2 separate regions of the Sus scrofa genome follow, and region 2 is linked to region 1. The links are chromatin contacts, called in public HiChIP or PLAC-seq maps. All regions are on one chromosome and are shown on one strand. The core of a region is the stretch at or near the end of the contact, and the rest is flanking DNA. Distances in the headings are between cores, read along the strand shown. Region 1 holds the start of ZNF646 (zinc finger protein 646). Region 2 holds the start of HSD3B7 (3 beta-hydroxysteroid dehydrogenase type 7).

Region 1 (4,609 bases), core at 24-2,523:
TGCTACCTAAGTATTACCATGTGCCAGGCACTGTGCTAAGTAAAGAACAGGTGTGGTGTCACTTAGCCTTCACAACACACTGCAATGCCTGTTACCTCAGTTTACACACTGGCCAACCCACTATTCTGGCAAGCTTCTTTCCAAAGCCCTTGCTCTCTCCATAGCAGGCCCCATGCCTCCTACATCACTTTGGCCTTCTCTGACCCTTCACTCCCACGGGACCCTAATATAACTCCTATCTCTGACTCTAAACCCCTTACTGAACCTGCTCCCCAAATCCTCACCTCACCAAGCCCCTTCGCTCAAGAGTCTCTTCTCGTCATCAACCACCAGTGAGGTCCTAACCTCACTCATCTCCTAGGCCAGTTTTCTCCTAGGACCCCTACCTCGCACCGGTGACCCCTTCTCGTTCCCGCCGCGGGTGCGTCCGTTGGGGACGGCGAACGGGAGCGCGCCTGCGCACTGGGACCCTCACCCTAACTGCAGCCGCGCGCCCCAAGGGGTGGCTGTTGGGGGGCTCTCGCGCTCCCACACACGCACACTCCACCAGGGCTCCTGGGAAGTGGGAGGGGAGGGAAAGAGGGAAAGGAGAGGGGGAGAAGGAAGGAAGTAGAGGAAAGAGGGCGCAGCTGGCACGAGCCAGCAGTCTACCCTCACCTCCTCGGACACTTCCTATTGTTATTAGGAAACAGGAAGTGTCCTGGCGGCAAAAGCTTCCCCGCGAAACTTCCGCCCTGAGAATACTTCTGTCCCGCCTCCAAGCAGCCACATTTCCGGTGCTAGGAGAGACACAGCTTACCCGACTCTGACCCCGCCCACGTAGGTCAAAAGCTGCGTTGTTCTGCACTAACCTTAGCCACACTTCCGGGAAGAGCCGCTAAAATCGTTCCGGTGCATGTTGGCTGAGCGCAGAGGAGGGGAAAAAAAGGGTTGGTTCTGCAGCCCTGGCCTCAGTATTTTGGCGACACTTTTCGGGGGGCTCCCTGAAGAACTTCCCAAGACAGATGGAGGGAGCTTCATTCACTCCTTGTTATTAAGGGAAATTTTGTGGAATGAATATAAGCGGACTTAGGTACTCCAAGTCTTGAGCATGGCCTTTCTGTCCTCCCACCTTCTAGTTCACGGTGACCTTTCCCCAGGCTAGCAATAGCCAGTGCACCCGCAAACCTACTCCGGTGTTCCCTGTCATTAGCACCCACAGAGACCCCTTGCAAAGGGTTTCTCCTCCACCTTCGGTTGGGGGTGCGCCGGTACACTTTGTGTTCCTCCCTAGGGAGGAAAGCTCCCTTCCACTTCCGCTCGTTGGCTCCGCCTCCTCCCACCCCCACCCGCTGGGTCCTAGCGCCTGCCCCTCCCTGGCTGTGTCCCGGGCTCTGTCGGTGCGAGGAGCTGCCGCTGGCGCCACGGAGCCGGCCCGAGTCTTCTCAGGTAGGAAACGCCGGCAGGAGTCCTCAAGGGCCCCCAGGCGGCCCCAGAGCGGACGCGATCCGAGCGGGCCTCAGTTTCCCTGTGGGTGCCGAGGGCGGATGGGGTTAGCCTGGCGCGAGCAGCGCGGGCGGGGCGGGAGGAGTGCGGCCCCGGGAGGGCGCGGGCGGGCTCCGGGCCCAGCGGGTCCTAGAACCCGCCGGCTGTCCCGGCGGGCCGGCTGCAGCGGACGCCTGGTCTCGGCCGGCACGGCTGCCCGCCTTGCATGGTGCGGGCCCGAGGGTCCTAGAGCCCGCCATGTTGCGGGCTTTTGTCCCAGGCGCGCGGCCGGCCTTGCACGGTTCTCTGGTGCCGGCGGCCCCCTCCCCGGTCGAGGTCTCGGCCGCCCCTCCCGCGGTCCTAGAGAACGCCATCTTGCAGGCCTTTGTCCAGAGCCTGGCCTTCGGTCCATTCATTTGTTCATTCTCTCATTCATCGTTCCTTTCTTCTTGCCACATTATCCGATGCCACGTTTTCCCAGGGCTTTTTCTGCGAAGAGTCAGCCCAGGGCCCTGCCCTGCGGGGCTCTCTGCCTGGAGGGATGCGGACACATAGATGGTTGCAGGGAGCTGGAAGCGCAGGGATTTCGCAGATCTTGGCTCTAACGCCCTTCAAACTCCCACGTGCCTCAGAGACCCCACTTTTCTGATGAGAAAACTGAGGCCCAGAGTGTAGTGGTGCCCTTACCTCTACTACCTATTAATTATTCCTGGGGGCACTGGGGAAGCAGGTATTTGAAGGATGCAACAGTTTTCCAACAGGAGAAGGCAGAGGGAACTGCGTACGGGGATGTATTTAGGTGGGGAAGTTTGAGAATTGCGGCTGGAGCTATGGTGCGGAGGGGCACAGTGCCTCTGGAGGTGAGGCTGAAAAAAGTGGGTTGGGATTAGGTTATGGGCTAACCAGATTGCATGGATGTTCAGGAGATGACTAGCTCGCCTCTCTGCATGGTTCACAGTTCCCCATCTGCTATCTCACCGGATCTCCCGTGGCCTGTGAGGCCTACCGGTGACTACTTGTTTACATGTGGGGAGACTGAGATGGAGAGAGGATAAAAAGTGGGCTCTTCACTTCATCCCTGCCTGCAGGGTTCTAGCCTAAACCCTTTGGGAATTAAATCTGCATTCCTGGCATTTAGAGCCTATTCTAGCAGCAGGATGGCATCCCCCACCTAAATCCAGTAGTAAACAAAGACAGGGCTCCCTCACCAGAGCAATGAATCGACTGTGGGGTGGGGTGGGGTGGGGGGAGAAAGAGCTGGGATCTCGTTTTTTTTGTTTGTTTGTTTGTTTTTGTTTTTTTGTCTTTTGTCTTTTTAGGTCCACACCCTCACCATATGAAGGTTCCCAGGCTAGGGGTCTAATGGAGCACTAGCTGCCTGCCTGCACTGGAACTTGTGAACTTGGAAAGGCAGAGAAATTCGGTTGATAAAACTGACGTTTTTACAGACTCCTACTGTGGGGGAGGCAGAGTCTTTAGACCTGGATTCAGATACTGTCTCAGAGGTTGATCTGTTCAGTTTGTTTTGGGGGCACCAAGCATGGTTCTATGTGGAAAGGATGCAGATTAATAAAGGTTCCTGGAGTTCCTGTCGTGGCGCAGTGGTTAACAAATCCGACTAGGAACCATGAGGTTGCGGGTTGGATCCCTGGCCTTGCTCAGTGGGTTAACAATCCGGCGTTGCTGTGAGCTGTGGTGTAGGTTACAGACGTGGCTTGGATCCTGCATTGCTGTGGCTCTGGCGTAGGCCGGGGGCTACAGCTCTGATTCGACCCCTAGCCTGGGAACCTCCATATGCCGCAGGAGTGGCCCAAAGAAATAGCAAAAAGACAAAAAAAATAAAAAATAAAAAAAATATAAAGGTTCCTGGCTCTCAGAATTAACAACTGAACCATAAAATGTATAAGTGCTAGCAATCACTTATGATCAGGAGAGAGAGCAGACGTTTGGGAGGTAGATCACCTGGCTTTGAATACTGGCTGTGACCATGACTAGCTACTTTTTTGTGCCTCATCCTTTGCCGTAAAATGGCAGGGGGTGGGGGAGAAGTTAATACTATTTAATCTATCTGCTCTACTATAACAGAAAAAAAAAAAAGAGAGAGAGAGTTCCTGTTGTGGCTCAGCGGGTAACAAACCCAACTGGTATCCATGAGGATTCGGGTTTGCTCCCTGGCTTCACTCAGTGGGTTAAGGATTGGGCATTGCCATGAGCTGTGGTGTAAGCCAGCAGTTGAAGCTCAGATTTGACCCCTAGCCTGGGAACTTCCATATGCTATAGGTGTGGGCCTAAAAAGCAAAGAAAATAGAAAAGAAAAGGAACAAAACACGGGGTAGGGGGGCCACAACAAAAATTTATTTCTCACTGTTCTGGAGGCTGAGCTATCCAAGATGAAGGTGCTGGCCAGTTCAGTTTCTGGGGCGGGCTCTTTTCCTGCTGCATTGTATGTGGCCACCTCCTGCCTAAGTTCTCACATGGCCTTTCTTCCATGCTGGGGCACATTCAGCCATAACAAACTTCTAGGCAGTTGTGAATGTGTAGCTTGAATAGGACACATAAATACGTATGTGTCCTAGCCCGTGGTGAACCTGCAAGGAATGTTATCTGGATGAGCAACAGGAAGGAAATTAAAGAGGAGGGGGGCCAGAGAATGATTAGCAGCGGTGCAGATAGCATTGAGAAAGTTGCTTAGGGGAATCCCCTGGTGGCTCAGCAGATGAAGGATCCAGCATTGTCACTGCTATGGCGCAGGTTCTATCCCTGGCCAGGGAATGTCTGCATTCTGAGAGCACAGCCAAAGAAGAGAAAGAAAGAAAGATGATCAGGAAAGCCCTCTTTCTTTCTTTCTTTTTTTTTTTTTTTTTTTTTGTCTTTTTAGGGCCACACCCACAGCATATGGAAGTTCACAGGCTAGGGGTCGAATCAGAGCTACAGCTGCTGTCCTACACCACAGCTATAGCAGCGCGGGATCCGAGCCATGTCTGTGACCTAGACCACAGCTCACAGCAATGCCAGATCCTTAACCCACTGAGCAAGGCCAGGGATTGAACCCTCATCCTCGTGGATACTAGCTGGGTTCGTTTCCACTGAGCCACAACAGGAACTCCAGGAAAGCCCTCTTTAAGGAGGTGACAAGGAGCTAAGA
Region 2 (4,564 bases), core at 1,476-3,975, 57 kb after region 1:
CGGGCGGCTGCCCACCAGCCGCAGTCCGCAGGGGCCCAAGAACTCCATGTTGAAGTCCTCGTAGCTCTTGTAGGGTGAGTTGTCATAGCAGAAGTACACCTGGCCACCCATCAGTGGCGCTCGGTGCTCTAGCTCCCGGGCCACCAGCACGTGCATCCAGGCCACGTTACCTGCGGGGACAGGGCCGAGGGGAGAAGGGGGGGAAGTGGCCCTCAGTGCCCTTGTGACCAGGTCCATGCTGGTCTCTCCCCGGCCAGTGCTGGCCAAGCTGCCCCCTCTTTGGGCCCTTGTGGATGCTGCCCTCATAGCAACAGCTGTGCTGAAGGCTGCTTCCCTCCAGGCCCTGTAGCCGTTTGCCCTTGAGGGCCAGCCTGAATGGAGGCTATTTTTTCTGCTGATGGTCCTGGAACGATGCTGCTCCCATAACTCCAACCCTTTCCTCACTCAGCCTGTGACACGTTTTGAGGCCGTCCTTCTCGCCTTGCATGGCCCTTGTCTGCTCTGGCCCAGGTATAGACCGTCCTCTCTTAGCCAGAGTACACAACCATCCCCGACCCCAGAACCACGTGGATCCCAGAGCCCTGTTAGCCTCCCCCCGCCGCCTAGCCCAGCCTCACCCACGTAGACCCGGCCATGCTCCACAGAGGCCGGGATGGCCCGTAAGAGCCGACCCCCCAGGCGCAGGCCCTGGTGGTAGAAGTCCTTCATGATCTGGTGGCCTTCACCATAGATGCCAGTGGGACGCAGGGCACACGTCACTAGGGGCAGCCCCCCGCGGACCTGGGGGCAAAAGGCAGGCACTGCTAAGACCTAGGACACCCCGCCCCTAGGGCCTGCCCTCTGCCCTGGCCTCCAAAAGCTGGAGATGGAGGGGAGGTGCCCAGGGCAGGATGCAAAGGCGCCTGCAGGCCCTGGCTCTGCCTCTGCCCGGCAGCTCTTTCCACCCCCGCTCTGGCTCCCACATCTCATCCGCTGTCTTACCTTCCTTCCGTTGGCTTCGAGGACCAGCCGCTCAGCCAGGGCCTTGCTGCGAGGATACGGATGTCTGTGTGCTGCCTCGTATGGGGTATTCTCATTGCCCCTAGTGGGGGGAGAGGGAAAATTCTTAATGCTGGGGAGAGAGGGGGGCCTTGAAGGACTGAGGGGAACCTCAGCTCACCTGTAGAAGGGCTGGCCCTTGATGTTGGGCCCCACAACTTCCATGCTGCTTGTGTAGACCAGGAAGCGTGTTCCATTCTGCACACAAGCCTCGATCACATTCTGTGTGCCTGGGGTAGGGGGGGACGTCTAAACCAAAGCTTCCTCCCCCTCTGCATCTTTCCGCTCCCCATCCCAAAGCTGGAGGAGGACCCGAGTCTTCCAGCTCCAGGCCCAGGGCGAACCACGGCAGGTCAGTGAGGGCCAGCCCGCCATGATGGGCAGGAGTGTCCACAGGACAGATTGTCACAGGAGAATTACAGAGGTCAAGGTCAAAGAGGGGGCAGGGAACAAACAGCCAAGTTCAGGCCATGCGCCAGGGAGGATTGCGTGTGTGATCAGAGTAGGTGGAGAGCCGCTCACCCTGCACGTTGACCTCATGGATGGTCTCCGGACTGGCTCTCCCGAACACATCCACCAGCCCAGCTGTGTGGATGACCACGTGGGCTCCGGCCACAGCCGCTGCCACCTCATGGGCCTGGGTCACGTCCCCCTGGATGGCAGTCACCTGCACGGGCCCTGGGGATGGGTAGGAGCAGCCAGAGGCAATGTCAGAGCTGAGGCCACAGGCCAGCTGCTGGGTTTGGCCCACACCCTTGGAAGCCACATATTCCCAATGTGACTCATTCATCCCATCCGTCCACACTGGAAAACATAGGAGACATCATCTTTTCCACCCCAAGGAAGGAAGTCCACATCCTCTCCCCCCGTCCCCACTCTGTCCCCACCACAGTCACCTGTCTCCAGTTCCTCCAGCCAGGGGCCCAGGTGTAGGTCGAAGACGCGCAGCTCACAGAGCCGGGGTTCCTGCTGCAGCAGCATGCGGACCACATGTTCCCCCAGGAAGCCACAGCCACCTGTGACCAGGTACACCAGCTTCTGGGCCTGAGCAGAATCTGCCATGCCCTGCTGGGGAAAGACACCCTGGCTCACCTGGGTTGCCTGCTGCCACCTGCCCCGGCACCTACAGCCCACCTGTTACTCCTAGAAGAGGCCTCTGGCTTAGTGGACAGCAACAGTGACCCGGGGCCCAGAGCCGTTTCCAGAGGCTGCAGCCGTGGGAGCCGCAGCCAGGTTACCTGTCCCAACCCTGCCAGCCGCACTTACCAAGATGAGGGGAAGGCTTGGCGTGCAGGGAGGGCTCAGGGTTTGAGGCGGAGGAGGAGGTCCCGAGACAGAAAAGGAAAGGCAGTTGGCAGGGAGCCGGGACGGCAGGGAGAGGAAGGTGGGAAGGGCCGGGATGGGGGGAAGGGACCCCAGGCCCTGGCATCACTGCTGCCTACCTGCTGCCAAGGTCCCAGGACACCCAAACTGGCCACCGGGAGGCCGTCTTCGTCCCCCAGGCCAGCGGGCCCGTGACACAGTCCCCTTCCGCTTGCTCCTCCTCCCTCCTGGCCCATTCCAGGAACAGAGACCAGCCCAGCCTCCACCTCTCCGCCCACCTTACTCTTGCCACAGGGCACCCTCTGGTGGCCACTCCACGCTGCACTGGCATCTGCTTCCAGCAGAGAACTTGAGGAAAGGGAATGGGGAAGCTGGAACCTGCTGGGTGGGCGAGGTAAAGGGAGCAGGCAGGGTGACCTCGCTCCCAGGGCATGATGTCAGTCTTTCCCTCCTGCTGGATTTCCCAGGAGGCCAGAAGCCCAGCAGCAGCTGTGGTTCTGGGAAGGGAAGGGAGGCCTGACCTTGGCCCTGCCCTGGCCGGCCTTGGCGGGGGATTTCTGGATGGCTGTTCCAGCCTAGCAGGTGGCCCAGAGTGATGGTGGCTGAGTCTGCAGGTCCTGGCTCTTGCCCGAAAGGCCCTCTCCCCACCCCAAGCTTCAGGCCACCTGTTTCCCCCTCTCTTCACTTGCCCCACCCTCTGTCCTCAGCCCCCATCCCACCCTACTCTTTCCCAAAGATACTGACCAAGCACTTTTGTACAATAAAGTTTAATCACAATTATAAAAATGTGGCGTTGGGTTTGCGCTATTAACATATGTACAGTCCAGCCCAACAGGAAGGGCCCGCCCCCCACCATCCCGGCCTGGCAAAGCCGGAGCTTCCAGACACCAGGCTGGGAGGGTGACCCACAGGGTCTGGCAGGAACAGAAGATGAGGCAGGGTTCCAGGCACGGAGTCCCCAGGACTGGGGGCGCAGGGCCCCCCCCCAGGGGGAGAACATGGCCACTGCCCCTAGAGACCCCTAAACTGGGGAGGGGTGCACGCAGGGCACAAAGGGGAAGCCCCATGAACACAAAGCAAGGGGGCTGTGCAGCCCCCAAGAACAGGATCTGTACAGGCCGGCACCCCAGGTTTCCACAGGAAACAGCTGCTGGCAGCTACAAAACATTTACAGCTTCTTCTCCGCAAAGAAAAAAAATTCAGGGGATGGGTGGGCAGGGGCAAGAGGGGAAGCAGAAGTCGCCTCAAGGGACTGAGGCTCCCTCCTGGGCTCGGGGGGCCCCCAACCCCACATTCGGAGATGGGGCACGTGGGCCCTGCTGAGCCCACTAAGGCTGGGTGGGCTGGGAGCTCAGGGCACCAAGGGGAATAAATAGGGGTGAGGGCACCAGTCCTGCCCCACCTCAGTTGAGGGAGCCGCGGCAGCTCTCGGTGCCGCACAGACACGGGATCTTGTTGTCCTCCAGCGGGAACTTGTAGTCGTAGGTGATCTCCTCGTCCACACCGATGGGCTGCTTGGAGTAGATCACGATCTTCTTCTGCGACTCGATGGTGATCACCTTGGCATAGCAGTTGGGCTGCAGGACAAGGATGGGGTGAGCTGCGGCTGTGCCCCTGGCCCCCGCCCCACCCCGGCCCGGCCCGGCCCCCCGCGCACCGTGCAGCAGTGGTTGATGAACCTCGCCAGGTTGCCACACTTCGTGGCATCGATGATGGTGTCATGATCCACCCGGAACAGGTAGCTGCTGCCAATGCCCTCCTGCACGTAGCGCTTCTCCCGCATGTCGGCCACCATCTAACAGCACAGAGCGTGATGGTCAGGGGGCTGGCCTGACCCCGCTGGCCCTTGTGATGAGGCGTCTGGACAGTCTCCCAGCTACCACCCTGGAGGCCACGCCGACCCGTCCGGGATCTGTGACGCTCCCTCTGGCACCCGCTACTCCAAGGCGCCGACTCTCCTGACCCTGCTCCCAGGAGCACCCCTCTTAGGGTCACCTCCCTATACCTTCGGCTGCCATTCTGATAGTCACCCAAAGAGGACCCCAGGGAAGTCCACACTGGTCACTGGGCAGGAGCAGCCACCAGCATCTCCTGGAGCGTCTGCCTGGCCCCCAGCGGAGCCCCCAGATGGCTGAGGGCTGGGGCAGTTCTTGAGACGACAGCGTCCATTTCACAGATTGGACCCTACTCATCCCTTCTCCAA

The links. HiChIP or PLAC-seq counts read pairs in DNA pulled down with a chosen protein or histone mark.
Region 2: a contact with region 1 is called in an H3K27ac HiChIP or PLAC-seq map of alveolar macrophages. The contact joins the promoter of HSD3B7 here to the promoter of ZNF646 in region 1. A contact is called at or near these places in 3 of 5 promoter capture datasets (fetal liver and liver), 3 of 47 Hi-C or Micro-C datasets (embryonic fibroblasts, psoas muscle and subcutaneous adipose tissue) and 2 of 2 datasets of contacts at active chromatin or transcription factors (alveolar macrophages and skeletal muscle).

The regions. Positions count from the first base shown.
Region 1 is chr3:17,405,357-17,409,965 of Sscrofa11.1, forward strand. It overlaps ZNF646 (zinc finger protein 646), which reads right to left and starts at 1,274. Exons shown (of 3, transcript XM_021086398.1): 1 at 852-1,274. ZNF668 (zinc finger protein 668) reads left to right here and starts at 907. Exons shown (of 4, transcript XM_013987708.2): 1 at 907-1,428.
Region 2 is chr3:17,460,656-17,465,219 of Sscrofa11.1, forward strand. HSD3B7 (3 beta-hydroxysteroid dehydrogenase type 7) reads right to left here and starts at 2,726. Exons shown (of 7, transcript XM_005655085.3): 1 at 2,481-2,726; 2 at 1,935-2,106; 3 at 1,561-1,716; 4 at 1,160-1,268; 5 at 982-1,081; 6 at 618-780; 7 at 1-170. The coding sequence starts at 2,597. SETD1A (histone-lysine N-methyltransferase SETD1A) reads right to left here. Exons shown (of 21, transcript XM_021086406.1): 20 at 4,019-4,156; 21 at 3,113-3,938. The coding sequence ends at 3,765.